2 separate regions of the Zea mays genome follow, and region 1 is linked to region 2. A link is a contact called in public Hi-C data. All regions are on one chromosome and are shown on one strand. The core of a region is the stretch at or near the end of the contact, and the rest is flanking DNA. Distances in the headings are between cores, read along the strand shown.

What was found. A called contact is a pair of places that touch in the nucleus more often than the background predicts.
Region 1: a contact with region 2 is called in a Hi-C map of endosperm, with 2.7 times the contacts expected there. The contact joins the promoter of LOC100285184 here to the promoter of LOC103626567 in region 2. A contact is called at or near these places in 2 of 25 Hi-C or Micro-C datasets (ear and endosperm).

What each region holds. Positions count from the first base shown.
Region 1 is chr5:76,953,383-76,960,919 of Zm-B73-REFERENCE-NAM-5.0, forward strand. It overlaps LOC100285184 (zinc finger, C3HC4 type family protein), which reads left to right and starts at 5,042. Exons shown (of 8, transcript NM_001158078.2): 1 at 5,042-5,263; 2 at 6,240-6,577; 3 at 6,858-6,943; 4 at 7,056-7,202. The coding sequence starts at 6,295. It overlaps LOC103626575 (proline-, glutamic acid- and leucine-rich protein 1), which reads left to right. Exons shown (of 13, transcript XM_008646987.3): 11 at 379-722; 12 at 1,252-1,483; 13 at 1,753-2,662. The coding sequence ends at 2,507.
Region 2 is chr5:76,546,168-76,552,917 of Zm-B73-REFERENCE-NAM-5.0, forward strand. LOC103626567 reads left to right here and starts at 4,711. Exons shown (of 8, transcript XM_008646982.3): 1 at 4,711-6,627. The coding sequence starts at 6,176.

The DNA.
Region 1 (7,537 bases), core at 3,792-6,291, 410 kb after region 2:
TATGGTATCAAGAAACAGTAATTTTATGAGCTAAAAACGTGCAAAAACCATGGTTTAGAAAAGACGTCTCAAATGGAGTTTCTTGAAACTCCAAAAAGACTAATTCTGACTATTTCATGGTTTTAAAAACTAATGGTTTGGAAAACCAAAGTATTATGCAGAACTGTAGTATTTTCCCAATATTTCACATCCAAATTTATGATTTTCAATTCGGAATTGAGATTCCTTTTGGTTAACTTTACATTGATATTGCATTAGATCGGTTCACTTCTGTTCATGCTTGAGATACCATATGCATGTTTGGCACATATTCTTGGTTTCGTTTTTTAGTCAAACTCCTGTTGCACACTTTCTGGACAAATGGTCTGTTTTTATCAGGGACGTCTCTGCACCTGCTTGAGGCAACAGTCCGCAATGCAGTTGCTGATCTGAATGATGATGGTGAAATTAACATGACTATGATCAACACAAATTCATCGCAATTGACCAATGAATCATCATCAAAAGTTTATTCGAAGAAGAGGAAGCAAGAACCACAGATGCAAAACTCAACCATCTCAGGTTCAGAGAAAGTAGCAATCAGCCCAAGGAAAAGAAAAGGTTCTTCCATACCAATTACATCAAAGGGAGTGGCCCCTGAAAGTACAGGAGATGTTACACTATCAACTCCACATTCTGTCAAAATAGCTGCGCTTGAAACATTGGAAGTTCTTCTGAATGTGGTGTGCTTAAATCCAACTTATTTCTCATTATTCTCTTATTTCTCCATGTCTTTTGTTTTCTGTTTGCCAGATATTCCTTATTTGAACCTTGTTCTCATATTTTTCTGGATACAATTATAGCAAAAATAACTTCGGAAAGCTCACTGTAAACGCCTTTTTTCCCACATAAAGATGGTTCAAAGTTCATCACAACACATATACACCTCTTGTTCTAAGTTTTAAGCATTGAACCAAATGGGATAGTGGATAAGATATTTAAATGGTTGAAGTTATTTTTGAAGCAAATCTGTACAGCATTGTGCTGTACATCTTGGTGCTCATAGATAAGTATACTCATACCATAGCTGAAACAGTAGCTATAACTATTTTTAATGATTATATTCTACAAAGGAAGAAGTACCAAACTTACCTTAACTTTCTATGTTGAACAGGAACAAATTGCGTATTGAATTTGTTATGCAACCAGCATATATACTGTTATTTAATTATAAATAGATTTTTATGTCATTATCAACTTATCACGGAGCAGGGAGGTTCATTGCGGATGGATCGCTGGAGGTCAGAAGTGGACATGCTCTTAATTAACGTGGCTAGAAGTGCTTGCGGCATGGGAGGGAGTTATGAGCAAAAGCCATCCACATTTGGGGAGCCAAACATATCGGACTTCCAACTTGCTTCGCTTAAGGGCCTGCTGGCATCTTTTCTTTCTTCTCATGCCCGTCCTCCTTATTTAGCCAACGGAATTGAACTCTTCAGAAAAGGTAATATCTTTCGGGATGTTTTTATTGGATTCTGGATGGGTTATTTAAATTTTAGTTTATAATTAACACATGCAGTTAGTTGAACAAAGGTTTAACTGCGATTGGTGCGGCACTGAAAAATATTTGACTTCCAACTTTTCTCGTTCAAAAAACAATTAGCAACTATATTTATTTTGGACCATAAGCTTGCGGTCTGGGTTGGATTCTGGGCTTAATAATGTCCACCCCCGTCATGCGTATTAATAATTTGTATCATTTGTTCATCACAGGGAAGCTAGAGATAGGCACTAAGGTTGCAGAGTTTTGTTCACATGCTTTGCTTGCTTTGGATGTCCTTGTCCACCCTCGAGCCCTTTCTCTGGAAAGAACAGTTCCTGCAAGCTCTGGGTTCAACTACACTGCACAGAAAAAAACAGTTTTTGGTGCTGGTACACACCAGATCTCACCATTTGGGGACCAGCCTCAAGCAATGGAGGTCGAAGACATGTACGATGACTGGCTAATATCCAACAACAATGAACCACCAGAGGTTCCAGTGAACGGTAGTGATGCTGTGGTAAGTAAAGGTGTGCTGGTGGAGGATGGAAAGCAGCTCAATCCCATAGCAGAAGATCCAAAAGTCGACCCACCCAGAATCACAGACGCAGCACAAGATGCACCAGCATCCACCAAGACTGATGTCAAGGTGGTCGATGCAGCTGCAGCCACAGCTGCCAAGCCAAACACAGCGGAGAATCCTTCGAGTTCCAATGCTGTCCCCTCTCCAGTGCGCACAACAGATTCTGATTCACGTAAGCATGCGTCATTTCCCGAGCAGGATAGTCCTCATGAGAACAAAAGCGCAGCCGTCCATCCAGGTGAAGCTTCTGCGACTCCAGGTGTTGGTTCAAGCCACCACCGCCATGAAGCACCTGAGGCCCGTTCAGCCAGCTTCACGGAATTGTTTGGTTCTGAGTCTGGCATCGAATCAGAGTCCGAAGACTTGATGCCAGATATCGTCGACGGGGACCCTGACTCTGACTAGGTTTGCCGTCGTCATTTGTGACATGGCAATGGAAATTTTGTGATGTTCCTGTTTTGTTTTGAGCAAATTGTACGACATTGCCGGCTGACAGATGATGCAGTATTTGATTGATAGATATAGATGGAGCTAAATTTTGTGATGTTCCTGTTTTGTTTTACCACCAAAAATTTGCTCAATCTGATTGGATTTAGAGGCACGCCGGTGAATAGAATAAAGTGCAAACAAAGTATTTCGATGGCTGTGAACCAAATATCAAATAAGATAAGACAACAAACAATAACACAGTTTGGCTTCTAAAATTAAAATCCATCTCTCCAAGAGACGGAACGAAACTGAATTTGCTAAATAAACCATTGACCGTGTATAATTATAACAACAAATTAAGGCCTTGTTTGGTATCGACTAGTTTTTAAGAATGCGAGTTTCTATTTCTAGTTTCTAGAAACTAGTTTATAAAAAAACTGGTTAATGGTATTTAAAACTTCTATATTAGCTAGGATAGCCTAGTTTCTTGATTTTTAAAAAATTGGGAATCCAATTTTCATAAACTGGAACATAAATTGGTATGTTCAGAACCAACTCAATTTTTATAAACCAGTTTCTTAAAAACGGGGTGTTTCTAAAAGCCCTAACGACCCGTTTAGATCATTGGAATTGAATTCCATTCTAATATAGTAATTTAGGCATATATCAATTAAACTAATTCAGTTTTATATAAAATATATCAATATAATATTATTAGCAAGACGTCGGAGATATTTATGTGCTATATTTTTACTATAAATGAATGAGTTAAAGATCGTCTTGTAAGCTACATAGTAGAAACCAATTCTAGTAATACATAAAATCATTTAACATCCTCGACCGTATGAATTTGAGATAAGCTTATATCAGAACTTTAGAAAGTGATGAATGTCAAAATCCAAGCTAAATATGTTACTTAATTAAGTGAATTCCAAATCCTCTAAAATAAAAGGACCAAACGCCTCGTAAGTTGAATGTGGTATCATATACTTTTTTGGTGTGGCAAAGGAAAAATTAATGGCTCTATACTCCTTCGTGCAGGTTTAAACGTACAACTACGACCAGCGCCAGATCCAGGAATAGACTAAGGGAGGGGCTAATTTACTAGTGACCGACGGTGAAGACAAAAACAAGCTGGTAGGGACTTATGTTTCTCTCATTTTTTTCCTCTCTTCTCTTCTCCTCTAACCTCCACCTCTTTCTCCAACAGTGTGAGGGCTCATTTTTCTCTATTTTTCTTCTTCCTTCTTTCTCATCTATACTATACCTCTATAGCCAATGGAGTTTTATCAACATAGTAGGGGCCCCTTCATGTCCGCCAGACCGCCACTGACTACGATTCTATGATTCACGAAGACTTCACGCTTGCGCAATATTCGTTGGGCTGTTAGCTATTTCCACTAGCTTAGGTTCTATTTTGATTTGCCTAGTTTCTTATAAACTGATTTTTAAAAGTTAGAAGGCCTTTACACAGGTATAGTTTTTATTCAATTTCCAAAAACCTGTTTCCTGGTTTCTTAAAAATCAATAATCTGTTTAACCCTTACTAAAACCAGTTTTGGTTGGCTAATTACGTACTACCCTTAATGAGTTGGAAAATAATTACTAAACAATGCCACCGTCGCGAGCAACAACTCCACGCGCCCAGGCCTCCCCGTGTTCATCCGAGCAGCAATCCGGCCAACTCCACGCCCAGGCGTCCGGTCTACATCCAGGCGTGTTGTAACCGCCCAGGAGGCAACACTCACGCCAGGAATGGAAACGGGAAATTAGTGTCAGATATAAAAAATCATTATGCACATTAAAATAAACATATTTATATAACATCTAATCTCTTAACAATATAATTATTTATTTTTATTATTAACTATTATATAAAAAATATCACCATATATAAATTTAACGGGGTCTATATGAAAAATGGATGAGAAATGCTTTCTCGTACCCATTCTCGTTTATTGGTCTAGAGAGATTTTTTTTCTATTTATATCCCTGTGAGATAAAAAACTTTCCCGTTTCCTAATGAATTCCCGTAAAGAATTAGGAAACGAGATCTATTGCCATCTCTACTCGTGTCTCCTCGACTCCTCCACGCATCTCGTCATCTCGTGGGAGCGCCCAGGCCTCCGTTTCCTTCAGCGCGGCCGCAGATCGATCTGACCTGCGCTCTTGCTCATGCATTCCGCCAAGGATACAACGGTCATTGTCGAAGCTAGAGACCAAATTTTAAAAACTTTTGATTCAAACACTTTTGTGCAGTTTTTATCTAAAAGCCAGTTTCTAGAAATCAGGTATAGAAATCAGTTTTTTTTTTTAAAACCGAGGTAGATCCAAACAGAAACAGGCCCTTAGCCATCCCTGCTTGGTCCAAAAATTTTTTAAAAAAAGAGAAAAAGAAATCAAACCGAGCGCGTCGAGGTCAATGCAGGGCGGGACGGAGAAGGAGCAGGGAACAAGAGTACAAGACGAGCAACAGGACAATCCAACCAACCCTTTCCATTCCCAATCTTCCCGTCTCCAAGTCTCCGGTCTCGAATCCCTCCCTTCCAGAACAAGACACCTGACGCCGCCGCCCCCCCGCCGGCCGCACCCGTCCATACCATACCATACCATACCTCCGGCCGCTCGTCTCCTATCTCGTCACCTTCGCCCGGCGCTCAGATCTCCGCCGCGCCTCTGCCTGATCCCCCCACCCCCATTGGAGGGAGACACATCCCGCGTGGGCGCACGAGGTACGTACGCTCGCGCCTCTTCCGTCCTCTCGCGCGACCGCGGCGTCTAGGGTCGCCGATTCGCGTTCTGCTCTGCTCTGCTCTGCTCCTCGACTCTCGTCAGCAGTCGTCCCGCAGGGCGCTTCGACGGACCCATGCGCATGTATGTGTAGCTAACCCAGCAGCTGAAGGCTCTGGATTGGCGCTGCTGCATCATAGGTAGCGGGGGAATCGGGACAGTAATAACTGGGATATGGGTATCTGGAACCGTGGGGGTTTTGTGTGGTTCTAGATAAGATGGTGATGTGCTAGAGATACTTGGTTCGAGCAGATATACTGTTGGAATTCGATTCCCTCCTTTCCTGGTTCCATCCATATCCATCGATGCTGGCTGTGGCTGGGTTGAGGTCAGGCTCGCCTTGGTCACTGGTCCCCACAGTAGTAGCTAACTTTATTTTGTAGTGTGGCTGGCAAAATCTAGTGCACCGATCCTTATCAAAACTCAAAAGTATAAACAATAGTAATAGGCTCCCAACATGGGATTGAACCGTATATTACTGCTTTACCTGTCAGCCCCAGCAAAGCAGACGGAACAGTCAGACATCAAATCTTTTAAAACCAAGTAACACAAAACCGACCGTTCGAACCTAATGGCTTCGCTATCAAGTATGTTGGTTCATTTTACCGAGTAAAGGTTGAAATATCAAGCTAAGCAAAAGCACCCATGCTCTGATTAACATATACATGACTTATCATCTCCATATTCTGAGACTGATATTATCCCTGATGAGTGATGACCCAACCAAACTTTAGGTTTCAGCTAGCTAGCCATACTTAAAATCATTGTGATAGATTATGTGCATGAGGGCATTTTATTCTAATTGGCTTGATTTTTATGTGGTATTGATTTATTTTTAACATGTAGTTTATCAGTTTTAACCTTTCAGCACATCCTACTTATTGGTACACGACTTACCTACCACATATTATCTTGCAGGACCTGGTTTTTTTATCAAATGCTTGACAAAATGCTTGCTTGGTGATGTCTGGCTATGATTTGGGTCCTGTTTATCATGCAGTTGGCTTCTCATGGCACTCAAACAGAAGAGACGATGCAGTTTGTGCCCCATTGTGATCATGCAGAAGTGTCAGATTCACAGTCAACAAGTTCACAACTAAACCTGATAGAGAGATCAACAGAGCATCTAGCCTCATGTGAAATCAACCCAGTGAGCGTTGATGATGACAACGACAATGAACATATCGATGCCAATGAAGAAACTCACCTTGTTATTCAGGACGTTCCTCAATGCCGGATTTGCCTTGATAGTGAAGGTTTGCTCTTTGACTATCAGTGTTCTTAAGGCGCCTAGGCGAGCAAGTGCAGCAGACAACCGCCTTAGCGCCTAGGCGACGCCTAGGCGGGTAAGGCGAGCAAGGCGGCCAGTTTTGCCCGAGCGCTTGGACGCCTAGGCGTTGCCTAGGCGACGCCTTAAGAATAGTGGTGACTATTAGAACTTTTCTTAGATAGATAGTTGTTAAGGAATTTGAAATGCCTTGTTATTTTTTAATATTTAATTCATGTTTGTTTTGTTGCATACCTGCCACGGAGTAGGTGATGACTTGATTGCGCCCTGCCGTTGCAAGGGAACGCAGAAGTATGTCCATAGGTCCTGTCTTGATAACTGGAGATCAACAAAGGTCTGGATTCTAGAGCATCTATTCTCTAAACTGCAGACTTAAAAGATGCTTCCTAATCATCATTATTAGTCTAGTTGGCTCTAACCTAGTATGTCTGTAACACATTACCCAGGAAGGTTTTGCATTTTCACATTGCACTGAATGTCGAGCTGCATTCTTTCTTCGTGCAAATGTTCCTCCAGATCGATGGTGGTTAAGATTGAAGTTTCAACTTCTGGTTGTTAGGGATCACACACTAATCTTCTTTATTGTGCAACTGGTGAGATACTCACGCCTTTTATAGACCATGGAAACAGATCCAGTAATTCTCTATTGACATATTTTGAGCTGAATCATTTTTTCACTTTCTTTTCCAGATTTCATTGATTTAGCTGAAGCTAGAAATACATAACAAATTTTCTGTTTGCTGCATTATTAAAAAAAACTCGGCCGGAGTGGGAAAGACCGTCCTCCCGGTATTATACTAAGAAGAGACCGAAACATGGTCCCGGCCGAGAAAATCCCCGAACCCTGGCTTCCATCACCAGCGGGCTGTCACCGTCCACTCTGCAACAGCCCGGCTGGAGGGTGGCGCGCATGACGTAACCCGGGAAC
Region 2 (6,750 bases), core at 3,461-5,960:
CGGACACTCGGCCAGTCGGGCAGCGACGACGGCCGGCTCCCGCGTGCCGTCCTGTCGTGCCCGGCCGGCCGCGAGAGCGACACTGTCTGCCTGCCATCCAGTCCCCGCTGTGGCCATTTCCGTCCGTCAGTCGGTCCCCGGCTCCTCCGCTCCTGGCTATAGCCCAGCAGCTCCTTGGCTCTTGCTGTTGGCTGCACCCGCAGGTCTGCGCTATGCTCCCGCTCCTCCCCCTCCTCTGCTCTCGCTAGCTCGCACAGCCCGCACCGCGGCAGCATGCAGGACAGGAAGGAAGGCAGAGGCACAGCTGCACCTGCACCGCACAGGCACGCCTTCTTTGTGACATCCTGCCTGCATGCTTCATGCATGCCGCCAGCGGCCAGCCGCCGCACCGCCAGCGCCGGAGCGGGACGGGAGACCCCTCCATCTCCAACCCTGGCTTCCCTCTCTCCCTGCGCGCAGAGGCCGACGCCTGCCTGAGTGCCTGACGCCGACCAGACCACCCCCGGAGTCCGACGCTCCCTTCCATTCAATGTTGCTCATTCCGTTCCCGTGCCATGCGGACGCAGATGCAGCGTCCGGCCGCCAATTCATTCAAGAATCTTGACAGACACTTCATTCAATGCCGGAAAGCTACTACCATCAGTTTTTTCTGGTCTGTTGGGAAGAGATTGTTAGCAACTCTCCCAAGTTAATTAAAAGCCATCAGCATGAATATGTCGCCACGACAACTCTCAACAACGTGATAAATATACTTTAGTTTTTTAGATGCTAATTATATAACTACGAGCTGTTTTCTCCCCCTTATATATTAGCCATGTATTTCTATATGTCTCGGGCTATAAAAGAAGCCAAAAAAAGGGCAACATTATTACTCCCTCCGTTTCTTTTTATTTGTCGCTGGATAGTGCAATTTTACACTATCCAGCGACAAATAAAAAGAAACGGAGGGAGTATCTCTCTGTGTCTATAATATATAATGTCTTTTGCTACGTCGGTGGTCGCTAGCAGCAGCTGTACTAGGTTGGGGTTGCGTCACACTCCAACCTTTCCTTTGCCTTCTCTCCATACCATGTATACTCGTCTCGTGCTGATACTCATATCAACCCGTTAACAATTACCCACCCAGTGCGTGTACGCATGCATGCATGCATGTGCCTAATATATAGTTAGGTTAGCTCTTAATTTGTTAATTAGCGAGACCACTAAGGTCCTGTTTGGAAGCATCATATACTAGATTTTAAGAAACCGGTTTATAGATAGAAACTGAGGTGATTCCAAACAAACCAGTTTATATATGGCTCAGTTTATAGGAATTAGATTTAAAAACCAAGAAGCTCGTTGGCCTTTTCCTAACTAAAAGATAAAAACCGATTTTTTTTTTAAAAAAAACTAGGTTGCTTCTAAACAGGAGCCTAATACTCATCCAATGGATCGAATGAGTTACTATGTACTATACTAGCCTGCATTTTGTTTTATGTTTACATGCTTTCATATTTCACAACTGAATAACCATGATGATTTGGTTGCGGAGAGATTCATAGCCAGGTGACCCGGCCAGTCCATACTGCTAGCCGCCCGGCCGGCCGGTGAGGTAGTTAGGCTCAACTAACTAAGTACAAGCGCCAATAACCCGTACTCCCCCCATCGATATATCTCATGAGCGCCTCATGCATGTGAATGTGAGCCAGTGGCCAGTGCAGTGCAGTGTGCTCTGCTGACAGAGCACTGGCTAGCTGCTTTCGAATCGCGCGCGGTGGCTTTTTTCCGTTTTTTTTTTTTGCCTTTGTTTTCCTGCCTGCTGCTTTATTCATCGGCCCTCTTCTTTATTACTGATGATACTATTACGATGCATCATCTAATCGCCGTGGGGAGAGCGATGGCTGACCTCCCCGACGATCCTGCTGCGTTTCTCGCCTAGCTCATAGTACGTGTCCACTACCGACCCGGATTCTCTGCACGCCAATTGCATTGCCTGCCTTGCCTTTCTTTCCCTAACCTCCGGTCGTCGGTCATCACTCATCTCTCGCTCACGGCTCACATGCGTCACGAGACACGCGTTGGGATCCATCGGAAAAGCCATCGGCCGCAGAGGATCTCCCGCCAGCCATATCGTCCCCCCCTTAATTAAAAGTTTATTTAATAAAACCAACACACGCATTGCCCTACAAAAGATCTCCTTCCTCCCCCCCTCCCCACCCCCTCTGTGTGTCACTCATCATGACCATCATTTCGCCCTCAAAGCAGCCGATCTAAAGCTAACACTAGCTTAGCTTAGTTTACTTTACTTCAGCACAGCAACCCCGGCCCTCCTTGCATTGGTGGTCAATTATTATTACTGCCCTAATTTACCGCGTCTGATCTGCCGCGACCAATCTTTGCCACGCCCCCAGATCATCATCACTCAGAGAAGTCCAGCATGGAGGATCCAGAGGACGACGGAGATAGTCATCATCACGCAGCAGCTAGCATCTATCGAATCGGCGCCAGAACCGGGAGCCTCTCCTAGTCCGCTTCTTCTTGCCTGGGATGGGATCCTGATGATGCCGTGGGATGGACATGGATGATCATGGATGGATGGCATTGGAAGATCTCTTAGCCACACTAGGCTTTTATTTATTATATAAACCTTCTCTTTCTATATATAGAGACACATGCATCATCCATGCTAACAAGACACCCTCGTCAAAAAGGTCAGAACTGCACATGATTAAGCCTAAGCTAGGCTAGCGGCAATGGTCGCTGCTGGCTAGCTAATCTGTGCTGTACTCACGTAGAGCTAGCTAGCGAGCTTTGTCAAACGCTAGGATATACCTGCATGCTCCTTTTTCTGCATCGATCTGTTTTATACGCATTGATATATATGTGTGTACATAGCATATTCCAAGCCTTGGCCGGCAAGCTTGCCCTGTTCTGCTGCTACATGCATGTTGTGCCGGACCGGGGGAAGAAAAGGGGTGGGGAGAAACCCGCCTTTTTCTACCAAGATAGATTCCTCTGCGGCAAAGAGAACAGCTGTTTGGTTTTGTTGGGGGGTAAAAAAGCAGGTGGAAAAAAATTGCAATTTCGAGGCAGCCACTGGATCCATGCATTACTACTTGCTCGTTCTCTAGTTACTTAAATAAAACATGAGGTAAAACCAAACCTAGGCTATGCAGCCAGTCAAATGAGTCAAGGCAGGTTTACAATCCAGTCAAGAAAAGTAAACAAACAAAAAAAATGTAAACTTTTCCCCCTCCCTTTTCCCAATTCCCAGCAGAGATGCGCAGTACACTCTCCTGTCCTGTCCCTTCTTCCTCCTCCTTGAGTTTCCCTGTGACATGGAACAGCTGTGGTCTGGGGCCTGGGGGGAAGTGACCGCAAAACCACGGCAGCGGTGTGTGTGAAGGGTTTGAAAAGACGCTCCCGGTTCCTTCCTCTTCTCGCGTGGAAAAGCACCACTGTAGCCTGAAAACCTCACGGTCACGGACCGCGTCGTCGGTGCTTGCCGAGTCGCCTCTGCAGCCTGCATGGCGTCGTGACTGGCGTCGCCGTCGCGTCGCCCTGTTGCTGTTTGGTGCGGCCGACGAGGATTTGATGGGTGGAAAAGCAGCCTTGGTTCCCGTTCCAGCCTTCTTCCAGGGGTCACACAACACACACCTCCTCCTTCTTCCCTCCCACGCCAATATGCCACCATGCAGGCATGCAGCGCTAGGGGTGAAAACGGGTAGGGTACCCGAAACGGGTACCGAATACGGATACTGATTCGGGACCATTTTTCGGATACGGATACGGGTATTTTTATATTCAGGACGGATACGGGTAATACCCGGATAGTACAGCTTCGGATTCGGGTCGGATACGGAACGGGTACTACCCGATAAATACCCGGATATTCGGGTCGGATACGGGTACCCGGAATTCGGGTACCCGTTTTTTCTTTTTCTGCATAATAATATAGTTATAAAATCATAACTTTTACATATGAAATCGGATGAATATAAAGTTTATATGAAAATTGTAGAGCTCGAAGAGATCTATAACTTTGTAGTACAACACATTTTTGTTTAAACATATCTTTAGGCCAAAATCATTGAAATAATGTCTAAATTTATATCAAAATAATAGACTTTAACATTTTCATGTGGGGACTTAAGATTATCTCCACGTGGAAACTTAGAATTATCTTTTTATAAACTATTTATTAATATTGGTAACTTATTCGCAATTTCCGGTCGACACTACAATATTTTTATGAATTTAATTGTATTTTGATGATTTTCTACAAGAAATTAATAATACACCAAATAGCCTAAAAAATTCATGAATTTTTACTGGGACACAACATATATCCACATATAGTTCTCAAAAAACATTTGGATTATAAAATCCACAATATGTTGGTGTTTCTTCCATTCCACTCCCACTTATTGCGTGAGTTACACGTAAAATCATTTTATGTATCGACGTTTCAACATATATAATATTTCATTTATCATTTTCATGTGGCGACTTGAGGTTTTATTTGAATAGAATGGGACCATAAAATCCATAGGATGTTAACGTTTTTTCTATTTTATTTCCACTTATTAGGTGAGTTACACGTGAAATCACTCTAAGTATCCAAGTTTTAACATAATCAATACTTCACTCTACCATTTTTATGTGGGAACTTGAGATTATCTTCTATTAAATGTTTATTAGTATTAATTTACTTGCAATTTCGTGATCGAACAAGAATATTTTATGATAACCAATTAATGCATTATCCAACAAGTATCCGATATCCGATAAAATAATATTTGTATCCGTCACTTATCCGCCCGGATAAATATCCGGTCCCTGTATCCGTATCCGTCCCGTTTCTAACTATCCGTATCCGATCCCGAATCCGTTTTAAATACATTAGGGTAGGATACAGGATGAGCTACTATCCGTCCGTATCCGCCCGTTTTCACCCCTATGCAGCGCAATGCAGGCCGAAAGAGACGCCGGGACGGGCCCCAGGCACTGACCATTGGTCAATCCACTGCTGCTCTGTAGCTGTAGCTGTGTAACTGTACTGCCCCGGCCTGTGCCCTGCCCCCCACAATGGCAATGGCAATTGCAATGCAAGCTGGCACCGGCGGGAGCAATGGCCATGACCCCTCTCACAAGCCAAACTCTAGAAGTGCAATTCAGACAGACAGATAGAGAGAGAGGGACATTGTTGCATGGTTGATTGCGGCAAGCGAGAGATTCTGATTACTATTATTATAATTCTAATCCTACCGTGTGTGAGTAGATGATAAACAAATGATAGAGAGACGACGACACGAGAAGAAGATCATGAGACGGCGTCCCCATCCACATGCCTGCCCTGCTTGTATGGTCGCCGCCCGTCGGTATGTAGAGGAGTATATAAACTCCCCGAGGGCGAGAGATTTCCCTCGAAAGGTGGAAGAAGCAAAGCATCTCATTCCCCAGGCCACCCCCCCTCTGCCCTCCCTCACCTCCCCCCCTCTACCTTTTGTAGCTTTCCCATTCCCCCTCTTGCGTGCAAGCATCTTCTCCGGTTCTCCCCGCTCTCCCATCTTTAACCGCCCCCCCTCCCTCCCTCTCCGTGGTCTTGGAGGAGCTCGCTGTTCTACGGCTGGCTGCCTGCCGCGGCGATCCCTGTCTGTTCGTTTCCGTCGCGCGGGAGCCGCGGTTGCTTTTGCTTGCTTGCGTTGCCGCGAGAGAATCGTGAGCAGAGAGTGTGACCTGGCCTTATTGGCGTCTTCCGTGGGCGGGGGCGGGGGCCTGGGCCGGGGCCGTTGCTGGCTGTTTGTTCGTTGCCCATCGATACACTCCTCCCTTGTCTCCCCCGCATGCAATCCGTGTGTGTGTGTGTGTGCGCTCTGCCTCTGCTCGCCGGCGTTGGTTTCGTGTGTCGCCTGCCTGTCGTCCTCACCGCAACGCTACTCGTTACCAGCTATCAACTAGCATTGCCTTCTCCTTCCGCTACAAGAATCTGACGAGCCCCCCTCTCCCTCCCGTCCCGGCGCTGTTCCCAGCTCGCTCCTTTCGAGAGTGTACTGTTTAGTCCGCGCGCATTGCTCGGACCGAGCCACCGAGTTCTTGCCGCGCGCCGCAGCAGTAGAGCCATTGCCGCGTTCGCTCGCGCCGCGCGGTTCATGCGCCAGGAGTCTGAGGCGGCTACCTAGTTAACGGCGGGGGCATGCGTTTCATCACAGGCGGCGGCGGCGGCGGAGTAGGAGGAGGAGTAGGAGGAGGCGGAAGCTCGGCGGCGCGGTCGTACGAGCCCATGGCCACGGCCGACACCACGAGCCTGCACTACTGGCTGCACTGGCGGGTGGGGCTCTGTGGCCTGTGGGTGCTGGCCTGCATGGCCGTCGCGGGCTACCTAATCTGGCGTCACGAGGGCCCCAGCGCCGACCGGCGTCCCGGCGGCGCGGGCGCGGGCCTGTCGTCCCCGGGCGCTGCGGCTGACGGCGGCAAGGAGAGGTGTCACGGGGTGCTGTACGACGACGAGGCGTGGCGGCCGTGCCTCCGGGACATCCACCCGGCGTGGCTGCTCGCCTACAGGCTCATCTCCTTCTTCGTCCTCCTCAGCCTCCTCGTCGTCATTGTCATCTCCGATGGCGGCAGCATCTTCTACTACTACACTCAGTGAGTCATCATTTGCCACCACTTACCCTCTCTCTCTCGTCTTCTCTTATTTCCTTGCCCTTTTTCTCTAATGTTGAAAACAAAAATCGCTGTGGAAAATGTTGGATTAGATGCAAAGTCGAG